Linked DNA regions of Canis lupus: region 2 is linked to region 1. A link is a contact called in public Hi-C data. All regions are on one chromosome and are shown on one strand. Each heading gives the region's core, a stretch centred on a gene start, on an enhancer-like site or on the middle of the called end of the contact. The rest is flanking DNA. Distances are from core to core; before and after follow the strand shown.

The links. A called contact is a pair of places that touch in the nucleus more often than the background predicts.
Region 2: a contact with region 1 is called in a Hi-C map of blood, with 2.8 times the contacts expected there. The contact joins the promoter of RNF19A here to the promoter of FBXO43 in region 1. A contact is called at or near these places in 3 of 9 Hi-C or Micro-C datasets (amygdala and blood).

The regions. Positions count from the first base shown.
Region 1 is chr13:2,164,934-2,170,710 of UU_Cfam_GSD_1.0, reverse strand. FBXO43 (F-box only protein 43) reads left to right here and starts at 2,934. Exons shown (of 6, transcript XM_038555193.1): 1 at 2,934-3,446. POLR2K (DNA-directed RNA polymerases I, II, and III subunit RPABC4) reads right to left here and starts at 2,852. Exons shown (of 4, transcript XM_038555194.1): 1 at 2,700-2,852; 2 at 2,023-2,092; 3 at 1,194-1,286; 4 at 83-556. The coding sequence starts at 2,083. The coding sequence ends at 534.
Region 2 is chr13:2,302,065-2,307,841 of UU_Cfam_GSD_1.0, reverse strand. It overlaps RNF19A (E3 ubiquitin-protein ligase RNF19A), which reads left to right and starts at 2,634. Exons shown (of 11, transcript XM_038555199.1): 1 at 2,634-2,902.

The DNA of each region.
Region 1 (5,777 bases), core at 1,685-4,184:
TGGTGAGCCACCTGGGCGTCCCACCCTCAGCCAATATTTAAAAACATAGTCAAGCATTGTATACAAATACAGAAGGCCTATATCAAGGAAAAATGAAAAATTTAACTCAAAATAATGCATTCATGCTAAGTACATTAGTATACACAGAACAAAATGATGCTGGAGAGTTTACAGACTTGGTGATGTAAAACAGTAGTTTCCAAGGAACTTACTTAATCAGATCTTCAAAGAGCCCTAGAAAACTTCATTTTTAACAAGGCCCCCACAAGATTCTAAGCCTTGATTAAAAGTGTGGTTTAAGGAAGCACTTTTTCACCCTGTGTCAGATTATATATACAATAAAAGTAAATTATTATCAATTATTGAACAAAAAGCTTTTCTTTATAGAAACTATTGATACCTAAATACAAGATGGATTTTAAAATGAAATCATGTGTATTTGTATTCATAAAGATATATACACTAATCAAAGGCTATACAACATTAACAGCAAATCCAGGTACAAACGAAGATAATCCTCTGAACTCCATGTTTCATCGAGCATCAAAAACCACCACTGTATTAAAATGAAATTAAGGACAAAAAGCATATTTAAAAATTGTACGAAGGATTTAACACTTCCAAGTCACTTTCTCTTTGCAATAGCTATTTAATCTAAAATGCAAAAAAGAATGAACTATTTACTATGGCAGTTGGAAATGAACTTAAAAAAATGTTTTTCAATTTTTACTAGTCCCCTTTCCATGATATGAAAGACCAATGCACCAAAAACCCCTAAAGTAATGTTAGCAAGATAACTTACTGGTTTAAAAAATATTGTAATTGTATATTAATAACCACATAACAATGTACTTTCAGTCTTTTAGCTAATTTGTAAGCCTCACTTTTTCCATTAGGTAGCATTCATTCACAATATTTGTATTTCTCCTTGTATAATTTAGTTTGTCCTTAAACTCAAGAAGGAGTATAAGTAAAATAAGTTAAATACAGATCCTGAAAAATGGACTTATGAGAACTAGTATTTAGATACTTAGTAGATGCCTCTACACAGGATTAATTTTTATTATGAAAATAAAAATAAAAGGATTATGAAAAATCCTAATCATGCCCCCCCTTTTTGGTAAGTAGTTCAAAGCACTGGAGCATTATTCTTCACTTCCACCCCCTTCATATGTAACAAGGTAAAAGGATACATCTTTTAGTCCTTTTCTTGTACATTATTCTATATCCACATTCTCTGCATCTGATTGGATCCCTGGATTTTATTTCGTTTTCTGTGTGACATTCTAAAAAAGAAAGCATGTTTATTCAATGTCTAAAGGGAAAATATGACAGACAAGCAAATTATCCTAACCATATTTTTTTTATTTAATTTTTTTTTCTAACCATATTTTCACCCAAAGCACTAAAATGTACTCAATCCCAAGAGTATGGTGCTATGACCACGTTAAGAAGAAAACCACAGGCTCCAAATGGCCTTACTTAGGTTAAGGTGCCACGTCGGTAGACCAAGACTTAACACATAACCTAACCGCAGTTTCAACCCTGCAGAAATGTAACCTCTGACCAGTTAACATGGTCCTTGTCCGCATTAGAAAATTTACTGCTTTTCCTTTCCCCTTAGAACAGCGACCTTACCTGAAACAACGAATCCTTTGCTAATAATTTTTTTTCCACTCCTCTCTACCTTTAATTTTCTGTAGCCCTTTGGAGCTCCCATCTACTTCCTAGACAGGATGCTGCCTGATTCATGAATCCATTAGTAAAGCCTATCACATCTTTAAAATTTACTCAGTTGAACTTTTATTATTTAACAACCAATATACTAAGGGGCAAAGGAAAAAAGTTGTGGGCAGTGCATTTTTTCTTGGAGAGAAAATGAACTCTTAGTGATAGAAATTTTTTTTTTTTTTTTACAGTCGCTAGTATTCTGCTTTATAACTTTAAAGATTACTCACTGAAGTCAAAGTTAAGCGTAATTATTTCAAAACTCTTCCTACTTTACGTTAGTTCTACTCTTACCTCCGCAGATATATATCATTGGCTGCTGCTTTGGGGGTTGAACGTCCTTCTGGGTGTCCATGGATAGTCCCTGAAATCACAGACTCAAATACTGAATAACTCAAAGGGACTCCTCACAAATCCAACTTTCCCAAAATTCCCATTTTTCCGAGGGAAACCTAAAAAGGTCCCAATTCCTAACCTGTGCTTTTTCAAACCCAATGGGTAGAGCTAAAGGACGAAACAAAAACGCAACGTTTTGTGCACTTAGCCTCAAACTGGACACAGTAACAACATTTCACACATATTGTTTCATTATCACCTTTACGACAATCCTAGAAGTACTACCCTTACTTTACAGATGAAGAAACCCAGCCTTGTAGAAGTCAATCTGCGCAGGATTCTTCAGCTATGACGAGGCAGGGGGCACTGGAATCTGACGGCAAAGCTTGCGTCCCCATTGTAACGCAAGTCCTACATTTCCAAAACTTAGCAGAAGGCCAATTACATCCCTCAACAAAGGGCTATGCGAACCGAAAATAAAGGGAGAAAAACTCTCAAAAGCCAAACAGCTCAACTGAACGAAACGGAACAAAGGATTAACACCACCCACTCGAGCCCCAGCTCCTCCCAATTCTAACCTCATACTGACCCTTTCTAACCTTGAGGGTCTTACCAGTTTAAATCCAAATACCCACCTCCAAATCCTAACCAACCACTTCCCCGACCACGCAGCCCGGAGAAACCTCCTACTCTGAGCTTCGAAGCGGATTCCGGCTCGTCCCCGTGTCGCAGCCAACTTCCGGCGCCGGCAACTGTCGCATGGAGTCCCCGCCCCTTCCGCCCCTCCTTCCGCCTCCGGGCGTGGCCGAGGACCCGGGTGGTGCTCAGGCGGCGAGCCGGGGGCGTTCGTTTTGTTAGGCCGCGTGGAGAAGTGTTCGAGTTTTGTCCCAACTTAGTTCACTTTTCAGAAAAGCAAAGCATTTCAGTAGTTCCTCAGATGGAAGGAAGTCAGATATTCTGGCTAATGAAGTCAGTAGAAAGTAACACTTCTCCGGGAGGGCTGAGGGTTAGAAGAGAAAGCGAAGCGGCCGGTGCTCCCGGAGTCCTAGGCCAACCGTCTCTCTGAGGAACACAGAAGCAGCGACTCCATCGCACTTTTCAGATGGTTTTTGCAGTTGTTTGATACCTGTGCTGGGCCACTGGAGCAGCCACCCCCTATCCTTCACATGACTTCAGTTTTGCTTTGCGAAACTTTGGTCGGCTCCTGTCGTCCCTCTGTCCCATGCTTTTTACTCGTTTTAAAGCAAAGGCCGTATGAAGGCAGCTACATCAATTAATTCCACCTAAAACGGAGGGATATTGGTAGGGGTAACTATGCACTGACCTTCCTGCCGTCGCATGTATTCCTCCCTGGATGAAACAAAACCATCTGCGCAGCGGAGGTGTGTTTTCTGAAACATCAAAATCAGTGAGACTAATAGCTATTGGGGTCACGATATGTACATTTGTTTGCTGCTTTCACAGCAGGCTTTTACTTAGGAGGAAGAAGTAAATGAAGTAATCAAAATTTAGAAAGTCATCAGTTGTTAATAGCGATTATAGTTCAGCAGAGAAACAGGTTTCCTTCTCCCCGGCATCGGCAACGTCTTTGATTTCTTATTAAGCAGAATATATTGTTTGCCAGTCTCCCGTCCAGCCACCTGCGAACCTTGAGCTTCTTTTACTTCCAGAAGGAGTTCCAACTGATCTCACCTCTACAGATGGGGCTGGGAGATTTAACTTGATCTTTGCTTTCCAGTCTTCCTGGCTGTCAGTTATTTAATTTCCAGGGAAACATAATGGATTTTCTAGCTTCTTTCACAGAATGATGTACAGCATAAAAATTTTGACCATTACCTCTCTTACAAAGTACCTCACCTCTCAACCAAAGGGGGTAAATGCAATAGAACAGTCAAAATAGGCTTTCCTACAAGAGTTATTAGATAAAACTATTGTTAACATAAGAGAAAGATGATGGAGTGATCCAGAAAGTAATCATTGCAAAATTTACCAGATTCTAACTCTCCAGTTGTGGTATCAAGATGATTCTGGTACATAATTAGATGTCTATGGGGATCAGATTGGATCAGCACATGTAGAATGTAAATGGGTCTTGGCACCCTATGGAAGGGTAGGGTAATTACAAGTGTTATCAAGGAGATCCAGAATTTCAACAAGAGCCCATGTTGATGCTAGTTCTCAATCCAGCACCCTCTTTCCTATCAGGAGGAACCAACAGTCTTAGGATCACAATGAAGCATAGCCAATGTAAACTATTATCATTGCTAACAGCTTTTTAAAAAGATTTTATTTATTATACTCTGGCTTCTCTTCAGATTGAATAAATCTTTCACCTTTTACTAAAAAAAAAAAAAAAGATTTTATTTATTCATAAGAGACACACACAGAGAGGGAGAAACAACCAGAGGGAGAAGCAGGCTGCACGCAGGGAACCGGATGTGGGACTCCAGGATCATGCCCTGGGTGTCCCTGACAGCTAGCTCTCTTGAGAACTTACCCTCTGCCAGATATCACTGCATTTCCCTCTCCTAATGAGGGCAGATGTCTTGTTATCTTGGACACTAGTGCTTTTAACTCCTTAAAATATGGTAATGAAGATGCAAGTTGCTATTTTCCTCTCTGAATCTCTGTTTTTCATTTTCCTTGATCTTATTCTGCATAGTCTGAATGTCATGGTGATTGGAAAAGTCTTTATGTTTTGCTGGATGGTCCCTGTAAGAAGAATTAGATCTTGTGGAAAACAGGTTTTAGAATTTTGAGGTTTAAGTAATGGGGTGACATCCAAACTAGAAAAGGAAGCAAAAAGGCCAAAGACCATGGTAGGTAAAGAATAGGAAAATATAGCTCAGTGACTTATATTTGGGGAATATGAGTAAAGCCAGGACAAGCTACATGTAACTAGGTTCCCTTTCGCCCTTTTAGTTGGGGGGGCGGGCAGTAAAAAATTATTCTTTAAATGATAGGGAGTTATGATACACTTTTTTGTTCTTCCGTCATAATAAAATACCTAAAGAAAAATTAACTAGAGAAAGAGAAAAGAGCAATGTTTAAATGGTATTTGGGATTGTGTGGATTTTAAACCATAGACAAGGGCAGCCCCTGTGGCGCAGTGGTTTAGCGCCGCCTGCAGCCCGGGGTTTGATCCTGGGGACCCTGGATCGAGTCCCATGTTGGGCTCCCTGCATGGAGCCTGCTTCTTCCTCTGCCTCTCTCTCTCTCTCTCTCTCTCTGTGTCTCTATGGATAAATAAATAAAATCTTTAAAAAAAAAACCATAGGCAAAATTCCCTGCCCTATTTACATTATAGTGAGAGGGAGGATCAGACATTAAACAGGTAATACAACATTTTTAGGAGGTGATAAACTACACAGAGAAAATTCAGCAGAGAGGGAGGATTGCAAATGCTGTAGGGGAAAGGGCAAAATGGCCATAATAGAGATTTGTCTGAAGAGCTAGAGAGGGCATTACTCTACCTGGGTATGTGTGGGTGTCTTCAGAGAGGTGCTATCTTGAAGCATGTGTAATTCACCAATTCCTTACCTTAAGTCTTACAGGTGCCTGAAACTTAACGACCTCATACTAAGTTCATCTTATTTTCTTCCAAACCTGTCTTCTGTGCTTCCTCAATCCCTGCCCCATGCACCTGGTTCTGCTGAGTGTTGAGTCTAGCTTCTTCCCCACTGGCTTCCAGAGTCATGCAGTAGCTTCCTAAG
Region 2 (5,777 bases), core at 1,385-3,884, 140 kb before region 1:
GCTGTAAGCTCTATGAGATCAGATATAAGGGCTGTCTTTTTCATTGTTGTATTCGCAGTTTTTGGGAAACCCTCCCCCCCCTACACACGCATACTAGCCCTCAATAAATTTTTATTGAATTAATTCTGAATGAATTAGAAGAGAATAGGGAAAGATGGGAGAATGCGGCCAAAAATCAAGGCACCTGGGGCCAATTATTATGCTTTTGCCCTAACCTGTGAGAAATGACGAGGCCCCAGTAGTGGTTTTCAACTATGGCTATGCATTGGAATCACCTGGAGAGTTCCTCTCTTTTTTTTTTTTTTTTTTTTTTATGATAGGCACACAGTGAGAGAGAGAGGCAGAGACACAGGCAGAGGGAGAAGCAGGCTCCATGCACCGGGAGCCCGATGTGGGACTCGATCCCGGGTCTCCAGGATGGTGCTCTGGGCCAAAGGCAGGCGCTAAACTGCTGCACCACCCAGGGATCCCCGAGAGTTTCTTTTTTAAATCCTGATGCCAGAGTGCCATCCTCAGAGATTCTGACTTAATTGGTGGAGGCAGCCTGGACATCAGGATTTTTTTTTTTAAAGCTCCTCAGGGAATTGTGATGCAAAGTGGAAATCACTGCCCCAAAGGCAGAAGGGGGATACAGAAGAGAATAAGGTTAATTATGAATTGGAAGTGACTGAACAAGGGGGTGGCTGGGAAGAATCCTACATATCTGGCTTGGGCCTGGGTGAATGAGAGACACAAGTTTTGAGGAAAAGAGAAGTTCAGTTTTGGAGAGGCTGAGTTGGAGGTACCCGTGGGGATCCAAGTGGAGCTGTTCAACAGATATTTGGCTTTTTTTTTTTTTTTTTTTTTTTTTTATAGATCAATATTGCCTTAGTGAAGAGTAGGAAATCCTTCCAGTTTTCAAGAAGACAAGCATCTCTGGAAAATATGACAATTATACAGAGTATAAGACCATTTCCACTTTGCAGAGCCTCTTTCCTCAAAACTTCTTTCCACACCAATACCCCATCTGTTCTGAAATGTTCAACATGTTGATATATTCTTAAGGATTATATTATGTATGAGTCCTGTTCCATAAATCCATTTATACTATTCTTATACTACTTGTGCAAAGTATCCCATTGATTAAATTGTAGGCAGCCTTCAAATAGTACTTAAAGGAGTATATAACAGCTTTAAACTTCCAATAAATGAAAATGAACATACTCATCATTATTTCCTTTAAGATTTGTGGTAAAAAAAAACAAAAAACAAAAACAAACAAACAAAAAACCTTGGACCTAAACTGCTTAGCTTGTTTAGTTTTCTAATTGGTAAACATTTACTGGGTCACCAAAGATAGCAAGTACCGTCTGATAGGCCATGGCTCCTTGGTTTGTTTCTAATTTAAATTAGACACACTAAAACAAGGATTGATAGAGTGATATAGTCAAGTAACAGATGGTGAATGGACATTCTGTCCAGCGTCCACCACGTTGTTTCTCAGTATTCCAAAGAATACTCTAAAGACTCTAAATTTTGGGGATCCCTGTGTGGCGCAGCGGTTTAGCGCCTGCCTTTGGCCCAGGGCGCGATCCTGGAGACCCAGGATCAAATCCCACGTCAGGCTCCCGGTGTATGGAGCCTGCTTCTCCCTCTGCCTGTGTCTCTGCCTCTCTCTCTCTCTCTCACTGTTTGCCTATCATAAATAAAAAAAAAAAAAAAAAAAAAAGACTCTAAATTTTGAAATCAACTATGAAGGAAAGGACCAGGTCTGTAGTGAATGGTCTATTCAACTAAAAAGAACTGATACTAAGCCATATGCAGGTTTAAAAGAAAAAGAAAAATTCGAAGTGGGGTGTGTGCGCTGTGACTGGCATAAAGGCTAAGAGGAGATGGAACAGAAAAGGCCGGATGAAAATCATTCCGAATGTATCAGTAAGTACTGAAGTATGGATCCCGAATAGTCGAGTGACTGTGAAATTAAGAGATGTGGGAGCAGGCGAGGGGCGAGGGCAGGTGTCCTGGGCACCCGCACACGGGGTGCTTCGCGGTGGCTGTGGCCAAGCGCCGCCGCTCGCAGCCCCCGCGGAGGAGCCAAGGCGAGGGGGCGCCGCCCCGGCGGGGAGGACGTTTCCACGCGGAGGGCCGCAGAAACTCGCAGCAACGTCCCGGCCTTGCTCTCTCCTGGGGCTGCCCATCTAACAGGTGAACCGTGAGAGCACAGAGGAACGAATCCTGAGCTGCGTGCGGAACACCGGGGCCACGGCGCTCAAGCCCAGCATCCAGCAGCACGAGGGAACTCCAGCCACGCCACCCACCCCCAGAGGCGACGCCTGCGCCACAGCCCCGCCCGCTCGGGGCGAAGTGCCACGGCCGAGCGGCAGAGAGGGCGGCCGACCGGCCCTCGCCGGGGACTAGCGGGAAGGCCGCCCTCCCAGCCCCCCGGCCGCAGGTGGAACGCGTTAAGCCGGGCCCGGGCGAAAGCGCGCGAGCGGACCGCTGGGTCCCAGCGCCGCCTGCGGCTGGCCGGGTGGGCGTGACGCCATGACGCACGGCACGCGGGCGGGCGGCGGGGCGCGGCGCGGCGCGGCGGGGCGGGGCGGGGCGGGGCGGGGCGGGGCGGGCCGGGGCCGGAGGAAGCAGTGGGAGGAGGAGGCGGGGACAGCGGGGGCTGAAGGAGGGGGAGAATGGCAGTTGGGGCGCTGGTTCCCGGGAACAGCCGTCAAGACAGAACTGCGGAGGAGGAGTTCGGGAAAGCGGCCGTCGGGACCCCTCTTCTGCGTTCCCCCCGCCCCAGCTGAGAGGCGCCTCGGCGGCTCTGGGGAACCCTCCTCGGTGCCTCCTCCGGCCTCTGCCGCCGCCGCCGAGGGATGGGCCTGCTCACCCGCACTCTGGCGCCCGCCGCCGCCCCGAGGCGTTGAAGGTACTGGCGGCTCGGGAGGAGGTCGCGCCTGGGTGCGGGAGGGCCGGGGCGGCTCCCGTTTCCGACTCCAGGCGCTCCGGCACGACCGCTGCCCTCGCGCCCCTCCCCGGGACGGAAATGGATTCAGAAATCCCCCGGGAAGGCGCCCCCTCTCGGGCTCAGCCCCGGGAGTCGGGCCAGTCCTGGGGTCAGGCCGCGGGCTGGTTCCGCGTCCCCCGCGCGGCCGCGGCGCCGGCGCCCCCCTGGCGGCGCAGGCTGAGGCCGAGCGTGGGATCCGCCCCGCGCTCTGCGCGCCCGGCCCGGGCAGTCGGTCTGTGGAGTCGGCGCCGGACCGAGCCGTGCCGTGACGGGCGGAGGGCGCTCCCTGCGGTACCGCCCGGGCCGCCGCCGCCGCCGCCGCCGCCGGGGGAGGCCGCGGGGGAGGCCGCGGGGGAGGAGCGCATTCCTGACGGGTGAAATCGGCTGTAACGGGACCGATTTCCGGGCCTCGCTGCGAAGTCAGAGCTGGGGCGAGAGCCCCCGACCCCTGCTGCAGGAGGCTCCAGGGAGGGGTGCTTGTACCGGGAAGGTTCACCCCGCCGAACTGCCAACCCTTCCAAAGGCAGAAATTAAACATGTGGAAAAATGGTGTTTCCTTGGGGTTAAAGTATGTGTTAATAAGGGGTCTTCCGGGATTGTCGCCCGCTTACCAAACCTTCAGGGAGTACCCGGCGAGGGACGCCACTGTTTTTAATTTCTAGTTTTCTGTGTCATCTGGGTTTCCCTCTCGTTGCTCTTTCCCCCCATTTCCGTTAATGGGAAGAAGAAAAAGAAATTTAGGGTTCATTAACCCCGCGACAAGGGCAGTAAATAAAAGAGGAGAGAAAGGGGCTAAGGCTGTATACGGGAGAAAGAGAGGTCGTAAGTTTTCCCATTGGTCGTTAAAGGTGGAAATACGCGAACGATGCCTTATTCAGGTTAATATTTACTCAAAACGTTGCAGAATGTTCTGTCGGAAAGGACAGTGTTTCCGTGCTGCTGCGATTTTCAAACCCGGGTGTTGACTAGAAATGCTAGTTTTGAATGCTAGTAAATAAATAGTAGAGGCATAAAGCAGCCTTTCACCATGGTTGCCTTAGAATGTTTGCGATCTCTTCTTTCCGTTCCACCTTTTTTTTTTCTTTCTTTTTATAAGAACATGGCTGTCTTACTCATTTTTTTAAAAAAATATTTTAACCTAGATTCCTTGACTCTTGGCTATATGAAGGATGACGGTATGCTTTATTTTCATTTTCAGTTTGCCAATTAACCATCTTAACAGGCAGCTTTCCACTTCTGTTTATAATTCAAGCTATTACCGTATTTGCCTTTTTGTGCTTCTTTAACACCCAACTGACTGAAATGAATTAAAACGTAAACACTTCTCTCTCTGTGGAAAATGGTGAGGATCTATTGTTAACTCTTACTTTCAAATGTTCTTCCCTCACTACTTGGAATTCCATGATAAAGATTTGGAATTAAGGCTTGGGACTTAATCAAATTATGTAATAACAGCAACAAACCTTTTTTCTTTAATATTCTTTCTTATTATTGTATACAATATAACTGAAGTTTAAATTTCATGCCTCCGTGGAAACTATTTTGATGTCATCACAAGGTGTCTTAGGGGGAAAAAATTACACTTGGCAACTAATGGTAAAGTGTTTTTTTCCAATATTGTTGACTTCCAGGAGGATTCCAGTAAGATTAACTTTTAAAACTGCAGCATGTTTTAGGAGTTGAAACACAACCCAAGTCTCCAGACAGTAGCTACTTAAAATTTTGTTTCATTTGGGGAAGGCCTGGATTGATCATTAATTAGTTTATATAAAGAAGAGTCCCTTTTACATATCATCTAACCAGTGTTAAATTTTCTTTTTAAAATTTTCATGGTGATTTGTAGAATTTGGGGTGCCTCTTTACTTGACTAAAAGAAACCATATATATGGTTTTTTCTATGTAATGTACGAGACTAAGATTAGTATCTTTTTAAAGACACTTTAGCATCTTAATGGAAAAGAAATGCATTGCATAAATTTGAAGTAGGAAAAGTAATATTTTTGCAGTTGTGAATGTAAGACACTGGGGCCATTCTCTTTAATGGGATCAGATTGAAAGATACTATTTGTTCTTTGTGGGGTTGGTAGATAGAATTAAATATAGGTGATTTGAAGCAAACTTTTTAAACATTTGAATCTCATGTATTTTGGCAGATTCCTATTTTATCTTAGACAATTTAGATTCATCACAGAAATTCTTTGGTTTGTAATCATCTCCCACCCTCCCAGCTTTGCATTGCTTTGCTTTTTTTATCTGAAGGGCACTGAGGATTGAAAAATGCAGCTCTCTGAGTTTATCAAGGGGGAGGAGGGAGAACAAATAATTGTGATAACGCGTTAAAGTTCCTAGTCTAGTGCTGGGCACAGAGTAAGCTGGGAATAAATTTTGTTATATTTACATCTGAATTGCCTCTTTATATTCTCTCTTTAGGTTAAAAAGGAGATTTTAAGAAATTGTTTTCCTGATGCTACTAACAAGTGACGATTGTAAAATGCAGACTGACTTTGCACTAAGCATTATGCTCTTTAATTGCTTGAGGCCCATATGAAAAATAGGCCATTTTGGGTTGAAGACCAAAGAAAAGTTGAATTATAAACTTAATACTTGATTTCATTGTATTGGGCTTGTTAGCACTAGTAGTTTAATGATTGAAAGGACTCATGATCATATAAGAAGTACTTTAGCTTGAAGATTTTGGTTTGACTCCTTTTTAGCAAAATGCTGATCTGATTACTTACAGAGAATAGCTATATTTTTGTTAGGCAAAAATGTTTTTTCCAGTCAGGAGTAGTTATTT